Regions from separate parts of the Mus musculus genome. Here regions 1 and 2 are each linked to region 3. A link is a contact called in public HiCAR-type and promoter capture Hi-C data. All regions are on one chromosome and are shown on one strand. The core of a region is the stretch at or near the end of the contact, and the rest is flanking DNA. Distances in the headings are between cores, read along the strand shown. Region 1 holds the start of Nr6a1 (nuclear receptor subfamily 6, group A, member 1). Region 2 holds the start of Nek6 (NIMA (never in mitosis gene a)-related expressed kinase 6). Region 3 holds the start of Rbm18 (RNA binding motif protein 18).

Region 1 (3,611 bases), core at 1,110-3,609, 2.8 Mb after region 3:
AAGTTCCCATTGTTTTTTCGGTAAAAAGAATAAATTTGTATCACTAACTTGGACTAAGGTGAAATATTAGAGATATTTCTTAGCCTTAACGGACTGATTGCTCCTTAAGATTCTTTTCAGTGTTTCTGACCAGTTAAGGAAAGAATGAGTATTAACAAATAATCTGATTAAGAGCTAAAACTGCCACTCAGTTCTTTAAAATGTTCCAATGAATAATTAATAGCAAATGCATTGTTCTCTGGTTTTCCTTACAATAATATTCTCATGTAGAATTGAAAGTGATGGCTGCAATAAAATCTGTCATCTGATAGTAAGCACAGGTGGGAACAGAAACTATTAGCAAACAGGAAGGCATTTCCAAAATACATTACGAGGGATACCCGATAGATCTGGAGACGGAATTTGAAAACCTGCGGGTAATCCTTACATCAAGAATTACAACATTTACAAATTAATACCAAACCAAATCTGTGCATAAATTTAAAACGCCAAAACCATCACCTTTGCTCTTCTACACAGTGTCTCTTTCTACCCTAACTATATTCCTTTCTTTCCCTTTGTGACGTGGGACTTTATTGATCCCAAACATGCTCACATTCAGATCAGTCCCGACCGGATGCCCGGCCAACTAGATCCACACATAATACACATCTTTAGGGCTCACACGCTTTGAAAACATCACCATTTGATCACTATCATATCAAATTAATCAGGCTCTCTTCTACGCAGGCTTTCCTTTTAACTAGCTTAAAAGAAACTAAAGATGTACTGAATTAACGATGAATGTTTAATGAATTTATACGGTTATGAAGCACCAAATCCAACTCAAGATTTCTCTTCTGTGCGTCCCCACTCATTCACCAGAATCTCGGGGACCTATTTTCAGGTTGCTTTCCCCACACCTGCCAGGTCACTGTCCTGATTGAGAAACTTCTTGCCAAAGCAATTAATTTTTAGTGCCTCCTAACTGTCCCCAGTGTTTGCATTCAATCTGAAATCTGTTACTTGTTAGACACTGTTCGGGTCCTAGATCTTCCAGAGAATTGCGCGTTTATGGCGCAGAGAGGGGAGGAGGCAGGGATCTCTGAGAGCCTGCCCTTTATTCGGAAATGAGGAGATGTGAAAGGTGGAAGGCAGGGCAAATAAATAAATAAATCGGGTTTGCCGCGGGAGCGTTGGCCTGCCGCAACGAGCACCCTTTGTAATGCAGGCCTCCCGGGGCTATCGCCTGCGCTAATTGCTCCAGGGCGCTTTCCAAGTTCAAAAGTTCACCTTTTACGACCTCACAAAAGCTCCTTACACTTTACCAATAAAAACATTCCGCCGCAAACACCGAGGGGGGGGGATATCAAACAGAAACAAATAAAACATTGAGCCAGGGAGGGAGCGAGAGCCAGCCCGGAGGAACCTGAGGACTGGGCTGGGAACAAGGGGACGCAAGCGGCCGGGCCAGGTGAGGAATTCTCAGCACCCCGGAAGAGATAGGCTGGGCGGCGCGGGAAGCGTCCGGCAAACGCCGGGAAAAGGCAGGTGTCCCGGTGCCCCAGGATCCCGCTGGAGACCTGAGCCAGCAGAAAGTCGTCGCCTAGAAGAATGAGTCTGAGTAAAGGAAGGCCAGGGGACAGGAGTGAGCACCGAGGTCCGAGAAGGACCATTACCGGTCTGCCCAGAGGCGGAGGCTCACGGGCTGGGAGGAAGCTCGGGACAGTGGAGGAGGAAAACGCTCCAGGATAGGTGCAGGGCGCAAAGGTGTGGAGTCTGCGAGCTCCCTGGTGAAGGAAGAGAGGGTGCTCCGTGCACCAGGGCCTCCTGGGGGAGGAGAAAGGGTTGGCGCAGAGGGGACGGGGGGAGGGGAGGGTCCGAGCAGAGGGGACCGGGGACCCTGCCTGGAGAGTGCGAGCCCAGGGTGGAGTCCTCACTGAGGAGCTGCCCGGCATCCCGGAGCTAGAGTCAGCTTAGAGAAAGAGGGGGTCGCGGGCGTTGGCACCGCCCGGGCTCAGAAGGCCCCTTACCCACCGTTGCGCGGCGGCGGAGGGAGCGCGGCGGGCGGCTCCAGGAACCCCGCCGAGCCCCCGCCGCCTCCCCCTCCGCTAGGTGGCCGTTCGTCCCGCTCCATGCGGCGGTGCTCAGGGCCCTCTCGGGCTTCGCTGCTCCGCCATGACTTGCGCCTTCGTAGTCGTCGTCCTGGTCTTCCACGGGGGGAGGGGGCTGTCAGGGGCCGGCAGGCTCTCGGCCGCCGCACTCTCTGGGCCCCTGAGCCGCCCGGCTCCGCGCCCCTCCGCGCCGCGCCCCCTCAGCACTGGCCAGCTCCCTCCTCTGACGTCACGCGCCGCTGCCACGCACATGCCCGTGAGGAATTCTGGGAAATGTAGTCCTCCCAACGAGGCTGCCCACACGGGACTCTACCAAATAAAGGGGTGATGGAAAAAAAACAGGAAGACCTAAGTAGGGAGAACCCAAACCTATCACTATTACAAACTCTAATAAAATTTCTAATATATTAATATAATAAACGGCTATGTCAGAGTTTTCTCTCTATTGTAACTTATTCGTGATCATAGTGCTCTATGATTCCAACTATTTCCCCACACTAATAATGAGCCTTTCCAAGGAGGCGTATCCACCGGGAACCGGGTGAGCACGTGCAACCAAGCCCAGCCCTGTGGGGGAAGGCCCCAGGGGGCGGGGTGTGTAGGTACTCATGAGGGCTTTCCTCCCGGGCTGAGCGACAAATTGGACCAGAGATTAAAGGACCCGAGTTTAACCCGAGGTGACTGCGTTCGTATGCAAATAGAATCTATACAACTCTGCTTTCCGGAGAAGTGTTTAAAGCCCCTTTACCTCCGGGTGGGCGGGAAAGATTAAAGTTTCTCTTCCTCCTCTTTCATTCCCCGCACCCTGCCCATAGAACAGATGGACAAACTAAGATCACTTCCACTGATGCCACCAAAGAAAACTTGAGACCCCTGACTCCTTGTGTCTTAAAGAGTTCTGTTTTAAGAATGTCCCTTTCCCGGAGTGTTCCCCTTCCCACTCCTGTTCAGTATACCTGTCTCAAAAATGAGAGGTGTAATAAGAATCGGATCCAGTGATAAGAGACCAACTCTCACATACACGCTATCGCCTCAGTTTACAGAAGTTCCCACCAAATAAAATCCTGGATTTTCTCCCCTTCCTCCTCCAGGGCCCACCTCCCGCTGCCACCAGGTGGCGCGCGGCCATGGGGCTCTCAGGATTAGGGGTGGTGGTGATTTTCAGAAATGCCCCGCGCGCGTTCTCTCTCTCTCTCTCTCTCTCTCTCTCTCTCTCTCTCTCTCTCTCTCTCTCTCTCTCTCTCTCACACACACACACACACACACACACACTACACAACCCGCGCACACACACACACACACACACACACACACACTATACAACACACACACCTCCCTTAGGAAAAGACTTATTAAGTTTCAGTCTAGAACTTAAATGCTATCTAGCTTACTATAAATCAAAGAACTCTGGTGCTTTGCTGGGCTTTCCTCTAATGGGCCGTATCGAAGCGGTTTCATTCTGTCACTTCATTCTGCCCCATGTGCCCCTGGAATCCTCTGGCTCTTGTGAGTCATTCT
Region 2 (3,326 bases), core at 467-2,966, 2.4 Mb after region 3:
AAAGCAGCCCTGGTCCTCCTGCCTCCGGCCTGCTTAACCTTATTTATCCTACTGTCTGCTTCCTGGAGAAACTCAGATTTCCTAGAGTGGGCGTTAAGCTTTCATTTTTTAAAACAACAGTTATTCGTGTGTGCCCTCACATGCCACAATCCACAGTGTATGTGTGCACATTAGAGATAACTTGTTGGTGCCAGTTCCCTCCTCTCAGAAGCAGGGACCAGCCTGGCTGCTCTGGGCTGGTGGCCATGCCTTTCTTACTTAGAACAAGGTTGCCTAGCAATAAGCTGCTGAGACCAGAAATCTGTGTCATCTGCTTCCAGTTCAACCACTCACCACCTGGGGGACTTTGCTCACAGGCCTCATTAAAGCCATCTAAGAAATGGGCACATGGGTGGCATGATGCCACCCTCACAATGGCTGAACATCATGAGGCAGGCAGGGGGAGTAATATAGGTTGTGGGCCTGATTACTGTGGACTCAAGTAGACTAGTTAACTGAATACTCAGCAGGTTGCTATCCCGTGCCCAGACATGTACAGCAGATTAATGGACAGATGGCAGGTGCTTGGGCACACAGACAGTCTAGAACACTCAGAAGCAGCAATACCTGTCCCAGCTACGAGCATCCCTTCCTGAGGGGAAGTGGGAGTCACCTTAATTGCTCCCCAGAGAAGCTTGGACATCCTAGTGGGGTTGTTAAGTATGCATAGATGAAGGCAGTTGTTGTTGTTGTTGTTTTGTTTTTTGTTTTTAACATACAACACTTGGTGTGAATTTGGAAGACATGGGGAGGTTAAAGACAATTTGCTGGAGTTCTTTTGTTCCATTGTGTGGGTCTGGAGGATCAAACTCAGGTCATTCCCCCCACCTCCACCCCCACCCCCACCCCCAGGCTCCTGGGTATTTGGCTGGCCCACTTACTCCTAAAAACCTTCTGCACACTGATGCTTGGCTGGCCTGGAGTTCCCAGGAAGGCAGTATCCCCAGGAGATACTGGCACTTTGAGGGCAGGGACTTGGATTTATCCTAGGTGCCTACTTCTGGAACTGTACTGGGCACTATTTGTACACTGTACTATTGTACACACTGATATATATATATATATATATATATATATATATATACATATATACATATATACATATATACATATATATATATATATATATATATATATATATATATATATATATATATATATATATATATATAATATGAATGACAACATCTCATGTAGCCCAGGCTGGCTTGGAATTTGCTATATAGCCAAGAATGAATGAATTTCAGACATTTTTGCCTCAGCCTTCCTAATTCAGAGATTACAGGTGCCCAATTTCCCTAGTGCTGAGATTAGGAAAGCATGCTATCAACTGAACTTCACCTCCTGCTGCACTCTGTGAATGGGTCAATTTCGGTCCTGCGAGGGCTGTGAGAGGAGCAATGTCAGCTGATGAGGAATCCATGGGTGTGGGGAAGGGTCCACGAATTGGTTACCCAGCGAATCTGCATCTTATAAAGTCTAGAGCCCGCGCAGAGGGGTTCAGTGCCCAGGGTTTGGAGTCTGAGGCTCAGTCTTCCAACCTGAGTTGGACGATCAGGCACCCAGGCTGGGAGCGCGCCCCCGGCGCCCCCTAGCCTGCGTGGCGGCCGCGCGCACGGGCGCAGGGGGCGGCGCGGCCCCGCGGCGGGGAGGGGCGGGCGCGCGGGCGCGCGCAGAAGCGGCGGCTGAACCAAGCGGACTAGCTGCGGCCGCAGCGCCGCCAACTCGCGTGTGACCCGCGCTCCGCCCGCCGCCGAGAGAGCCGCCAGCGCCGGTGAGTGGCCTGGGACCAGCGAGGGGCGCGGGCCAGGGCGTGGGACTGTCACCCGAGGCGTTGTGGGCGCGCGCGCGTGCCCGGGGAGTCGGCGGGGACGCCCGCAGGAGGCCGAGGTGTCCGCGGCGGGCTCCATCCGCCCAGCTGCGCGGGAGTGCGTGCGTGTGCACATCAGGGGCCCGGGCTGTGAGTTTGGGGTGGACCAGTGCGGGTGGACGGGCTCGGCTTCGGTTTATCCGTTTATCGAGTGTTTACCGTGGATGCCAAGGAGTACGTGTGCCCACGTGTCTGAACGTTCCCGAGTGAGTGTGTGCACACGTGCACGGGCAAAAGTGTACAAATTCCATACGAGAGTGTGTTTAGGATCCAGACTGTGCACTCCACACTGCAGGCCGGTGTGTGTGTGATGTGCCGGCTGACCCTGTCCAGAGAGGGTGCTGGGCCGGATTCTGTGAGTCCGCAGATCCCCAGGTTCTGACTTTGGTTGGAAGCCTCTTAGCCCGGCCTTGGCAGAACTCTGCATGGCCACGCAGGCTGAGGAGGGGGCTGCGCTGAACTTGAATTGAGGTTTTCTAAATATGTCTTAGTTCCCTGGCTTTGTTCGTGGCTGTCTCTAGCTAGGCCAGATTTGGACTCTGTTCCCCATACCTAGGGGTTAGGCCCTAGGGAGACCCAGGGCCCCAGATACTTGTCCTCTCTGCCTGCTCCTCTAAGTTAATCATATTTCCCTGATTTAACCGAGCCCCAGAGGGCCATAACAAATGGGTGACAGCATGCTTGGGACACATCCTCTAAGGGCTGTCCGTGAAGTTTTGATTGACAGTTTGTGCATGTGTGTTTGAAAGTTTTAACTGCGTTAGAGCAAACTTTAGAAAGTTTATGTACAAAGTTTCACTCCACTTGCAAAATGCAGGGTGACTTTTTGAGGGGAAAATGTCCTCACAGGAGCCTGGTGTGTGTAAAAGGGCATGTTAAAAACCCTATTGCTAATGGGAGAAGAATTTCATTGAATGGGTGCCTGACTCCCAACAGGAGAAACTTAACCAGTGAACTTTGGACATCGTCGTCCAGAAGACAAAACCTGGAAGGAAACAAAAAAAGACCCATGTTCATTTTTTTTTTCCTCTTTGTCCCGAAAACTGGAGAAGAAAAAATATCCCCACCTTCTGGACGTGTTGAAACTGTTCCCCTCCCCCACCGGGGCCAGGCTCTCCCTGGATCCCCCACCCCCAAATAAAATATGCCTGTGGGGAGCGGAGGAGTGAGTCACTCTCTGGCAGAGGGCCCCACGGCAAACATTTGGGAAGGTTCTTGCTTAACTTCCCAGAAGAAAAGGCCCGGGATTTAAAATGGTCCCTGTGGTTGTGAGCCTCCGAGCCCCGTCTGCTTCAGAGATGACTACAAAAGTCATTTGCTGTCTTTTAAAAAGCCCAAGTCTCAGACTTAAGCATTGTCCAGGATTTAGAGCTGTTTAGGTTTCCAGAAATGGAGATGCTGGCTTTCCCAGGTGGCA
Region 3 (3,360 bases), core at 398-2,897:
AGGCATTTCCTCACCTGAAGCTCCTTTCTCTGTGGGAACTCCAGCTGTGTCAAGTTGACACAAAATAGCCAGGACAGGCTCATACACACAGAGTTAATAAACCTAAAAGATCTGTAAAGATAAATCCTGCTTTCCTAATTAGTTAAGGTTGCTGAGAAGAAAAAAAAGAGTTTATAGATGAAAAATGAAATTTTAATAAATATACAATATGATAAAGGAAAGGTAAAGGGACAGAGACGATAGCTGCCTATACCAGACTTCAGACCTCCCTCCTAGGAAAAAAAAACAAAAAAAACAAAAACCCAAACCCCCAAACCAAAACATGTATCTTCTGTATCTAGAAGTGCCTCAAGCTCTGCCTTGTACGAAATACTCTCCATTCTCGGATATTTTTGAAAAAGAGAACTAAATTTAAAAACGGCAAAATATTGAAGTAATTGACAGATACTGAGACAGGCACTATCATTTAACGACTCTTCAGTTTAGTTCCCTTATGAGGAGAGTACCTCATTAAAGTCTGTAGCTCTGCCAAATTCTACCCCTAATGCCTTCAGAACCATGCTGAGAACTCACCCAACACTGAGAAAGCTGTGTGACTGGGGGTTGCACTACTTCAGACTGAGAATGCTGGATTTGAATGCTAGAACTTCTGATGTTCTCACGTCTAAAAACAACTGTAACACCAAAAAGATACTTAAACATGCCAAAGAGGCCATGTATAAATAGGAAGAGTACAGGACATGGGGCTAGAGAGACTCGACTCAAAATCAACTTTTCCAACTACTGTGCCTTTAGTAACAGTCCCTCCCTTAGGTATCTTCCTCAGGATCTCTGCTCCTGTGTGTGAACACAATGAGTAGTTTACTTTTTGCCTATGTTTCTAAAATAATAAAAGCTCCTATGGCATAGGGCCTTGATCATGGTTCTCTATGCCCAGCATATTGTACACTGCCTGGCTCAGAGTTGGCACTATTTTCAATTCTCTTCTTTCCTGAGATGGAGACAAATTCCTGCATCACGTGGTCATTTTAAATAAGAATATACATGTGACAGCTCAGCTCATGAAATTTTGAGAAACAAACAGTAAAGTCTAATAAGTTAGTATGTGACTATCAAGTCTTTTGGGGGTTGCAAAGGCGACAACTCCTTTGAGTAACATGTTCACAAATGCCAATCTACTCCTCCCGGCTGAGCGGTATCTACTCTAAAAGTCAGGAGGGGACTGGGGTCGCTTATTCTTACACGTTAACCACGGGGTCAGGCCAACAACCACGGCACCCCGATTCCTGGCAGCGAAGTCACTAATGGGATTGTTATTTCCGGCCAGAGACAGGACAATCCGGGGCGGGGCCTAGAAGCCTGCGGGTGAGGATGGTTTTCGCCAAGGCCCCGCGGCCAGGATGGCACTGAGCTTCGGGTACTCACCTGCTAGCCTCAGAGCTGTGCCCTCAGCTCATGCCCCGAAAGCAGCTTCCGACGCTGGGGTCCGAGCGAAGGACCTGAGGTTACCTCTGCCGAAACACCGCTCGCCGCCTGGCCGCCCGTGACGCACTACGCCTGCGCCGCCGCGCTGGCCCGTGACGTCATGACGCCCGCACCTCCGCTGTCCCGCGTGTGTTTCTCTATAGTCCCGGCCGTAGCTGGTGAGTGGCCTTGAGTGTGTGTGGGGGTCGGCTCTCAAGGAGTGGGCGGGATTCGAGCTCTGGTGACACTTTTCTAGGCTCTCGGAGGGACCTCGTAGGGCTAGGATACTATCCGTGACTGGTTCAGCAGAGTTCGGCTGGACCTTAAGGCCGGGGGCGGGACTTCTATGCTCACAAGGGTGGGGCGGGGCCATTGTCACTCAGCCGACATTTAGAGCCTTGCCTGGGAACTTGGTAAATAGTTCCTGATGCTTAAGACGTCACCTGACAGGAATAATGCCTTTTCCAAACAACCCTACACGCGGAGGTGTAATTATTCCCGGTGGTGATGAAGAAACAAAAACTCAAGCGCTGTCTTTACCAAGGTCGCGCGTCTCCCAAGTGATGAAGTTTGAATTCCACCCAGGCCTGAGTCGAATGCCTGGGGCTTTTAAAATCATCATTCTGCTGACCAGTGGGCAAACAGTTGTCATTTCGATGGTGCTTCATCATTCCCGTGACTCTGGCACATTTTACAGATTAAGATCACATACTTAGGAAGCACTAGAAGCAGGACAGTTGCCTAGGCCATCTCAAAGTTTGGTGCTTTTTTTTTTTTTTTTCCTTCTCATTCCTGTGTTTTTATTAACTCACACACAACTACTTGTCTTCTGGATTGTTGAAGCAGTAAGGCAGGCAACACTCACCACAGTAATGTCTGTCAAGGTAACTAGCCATGAACACTCTAGCCCCATGTTGATCAGGAGGACATTTTCATCCACTTTATAGTATTTCAGCACAGCCAACTTAACCTTCTTATTCTTATTCTTCTTGGCAGTGCTATAACCCTTTATCCTTTTCTCAGGACCACCATGAAGTCTCAGCACACCTTTTGAATGTTACAGTCAAAGTATGGCCATCTTTCAGCTGCTTGCCAGCAAAGATCAGCCTCTGCTGAGAGAAGGAATTCCTTCCTTATCCTGGATCTTGGCCTTAACATTTTCTATAGTGTCCGAGGATTCAACCTTTACTGAGACCTTCCATAAGGGTCTTCGTCTCTTCCTCTTGTAAGGTCTGCATGCTCGGGGTGGTTTCACCACAGATGGTGGATCGGATCCACAGTGCTTTCTCTTTTGACCACATTCCATTGAAATTCCCAGAATCTTAGAGAACCCATAGTTGGAAAGCCAGGAAACTTGATTTGATTCCTTCAGTGAATGGCCGAGGATACAAAACCAAATTAGGAGAAATTATTTGCTATAGTTCTCATCTGGGGTAGAGCTGTGATCCATGCTCTTTGAATGTAAGTGGTTGTGAATTCCAAAGTTGCATGTGATAGGGTTGATGAGGCGGGTACATTGGAATCCAGGTGTCCTAGTCTTTACGTGAAGTCTTTGTCCACTATTCCTCCTTTGGCGTGTGCCAAGGACATTTGGATGTTGTATTGAGTCAGGTATTCCAAATACCTTTCTTTACATGGTACTGAGTTTGTAAAGAAGCACACCATGTTCCAAGCAGAGAACTGGAAATCCAGGGGATAACGGAAGCAGTGTTGAGAAATAGAACCCAGGACCAGCCATCAGAGGTGTAGATTCCAACTCTGGTGCCAGCATTTTGACATTTGGCAAGGATTTAATCTTTGTGGAAGTCCATTATCATACTTAGCACATTTGTATGATGTCTTTATTTTTGTACTATACTAAGTACAGGGTACAGTAATAGACAAGTAGGTTAGTAG

Evidence for each region. Promoter capture Hi-C pulls out the DNA fragments that hold promoters and counts their contacts. HiCAR-type assays count read pairs that join an accessible place to other places.
Region 1: a HiCAR-type map of astrocytes shows a contact between it and region 3, with 5 times the contacts expected there. The contact joins the promoter of Nr6a1 here to the promoter of Rbm18 in region 3. A contact is called at or near these places in 1 of 115 datasets of contacts at active chromatin or transcription factors (astrocytes) and 2 of 9 other capture datasets (adipose tissue and liver).
Region 2: a contact with region 3 is called in a promoter capture Hi-C map of cranial neural crest. The contact joins the promoter of Nek6 here to the promoter of Rbm18 in region 3. A contact is called at or near these places in 2 of 39 promoter capture datasets (cranial neural crest and pre-B cells).

Annotation. Positions count from the first base shown.
Region 1 is chr2:38,924,102-38,927,712 of GRCm38.p6, forward strand. It overlaps Nr6a1 (nuclear receptor subfamily 6, group A, member 1), which reads right to left and starts at 2,360. Exons shown (of 11, transcript NM_010264.4): 1 at 2,017-2,360. The coding sequence starts at 2,116.
Region 2 is chr2:38,509,981-38,513,306 of GRCm38.p6, forward strand. Nek6 (NIMA (never in mitosis gene a)-related expressed kinase 6) reads left to right here and starts at 1,717. Exons shown (of 10, transcript NM_021606.3): 1 at 1,717-1,813.
Region 3 is chr2:36,135,057-36,138,416 of GRCm38.p6, forward strand. It overlaps Rbm18 (RNA binding motif protein 18), which reads right to left and starts at 1,648. Exons shown (of 6, transcript NM_026434.4): 1 at 1,426-1,648. Mrrf (mitochondrial ribosome recycling factor) reads left to right here and starts at 1,342. Exons shown (of 7, transcript NM_026422.2): 1 at 1,342-1,643.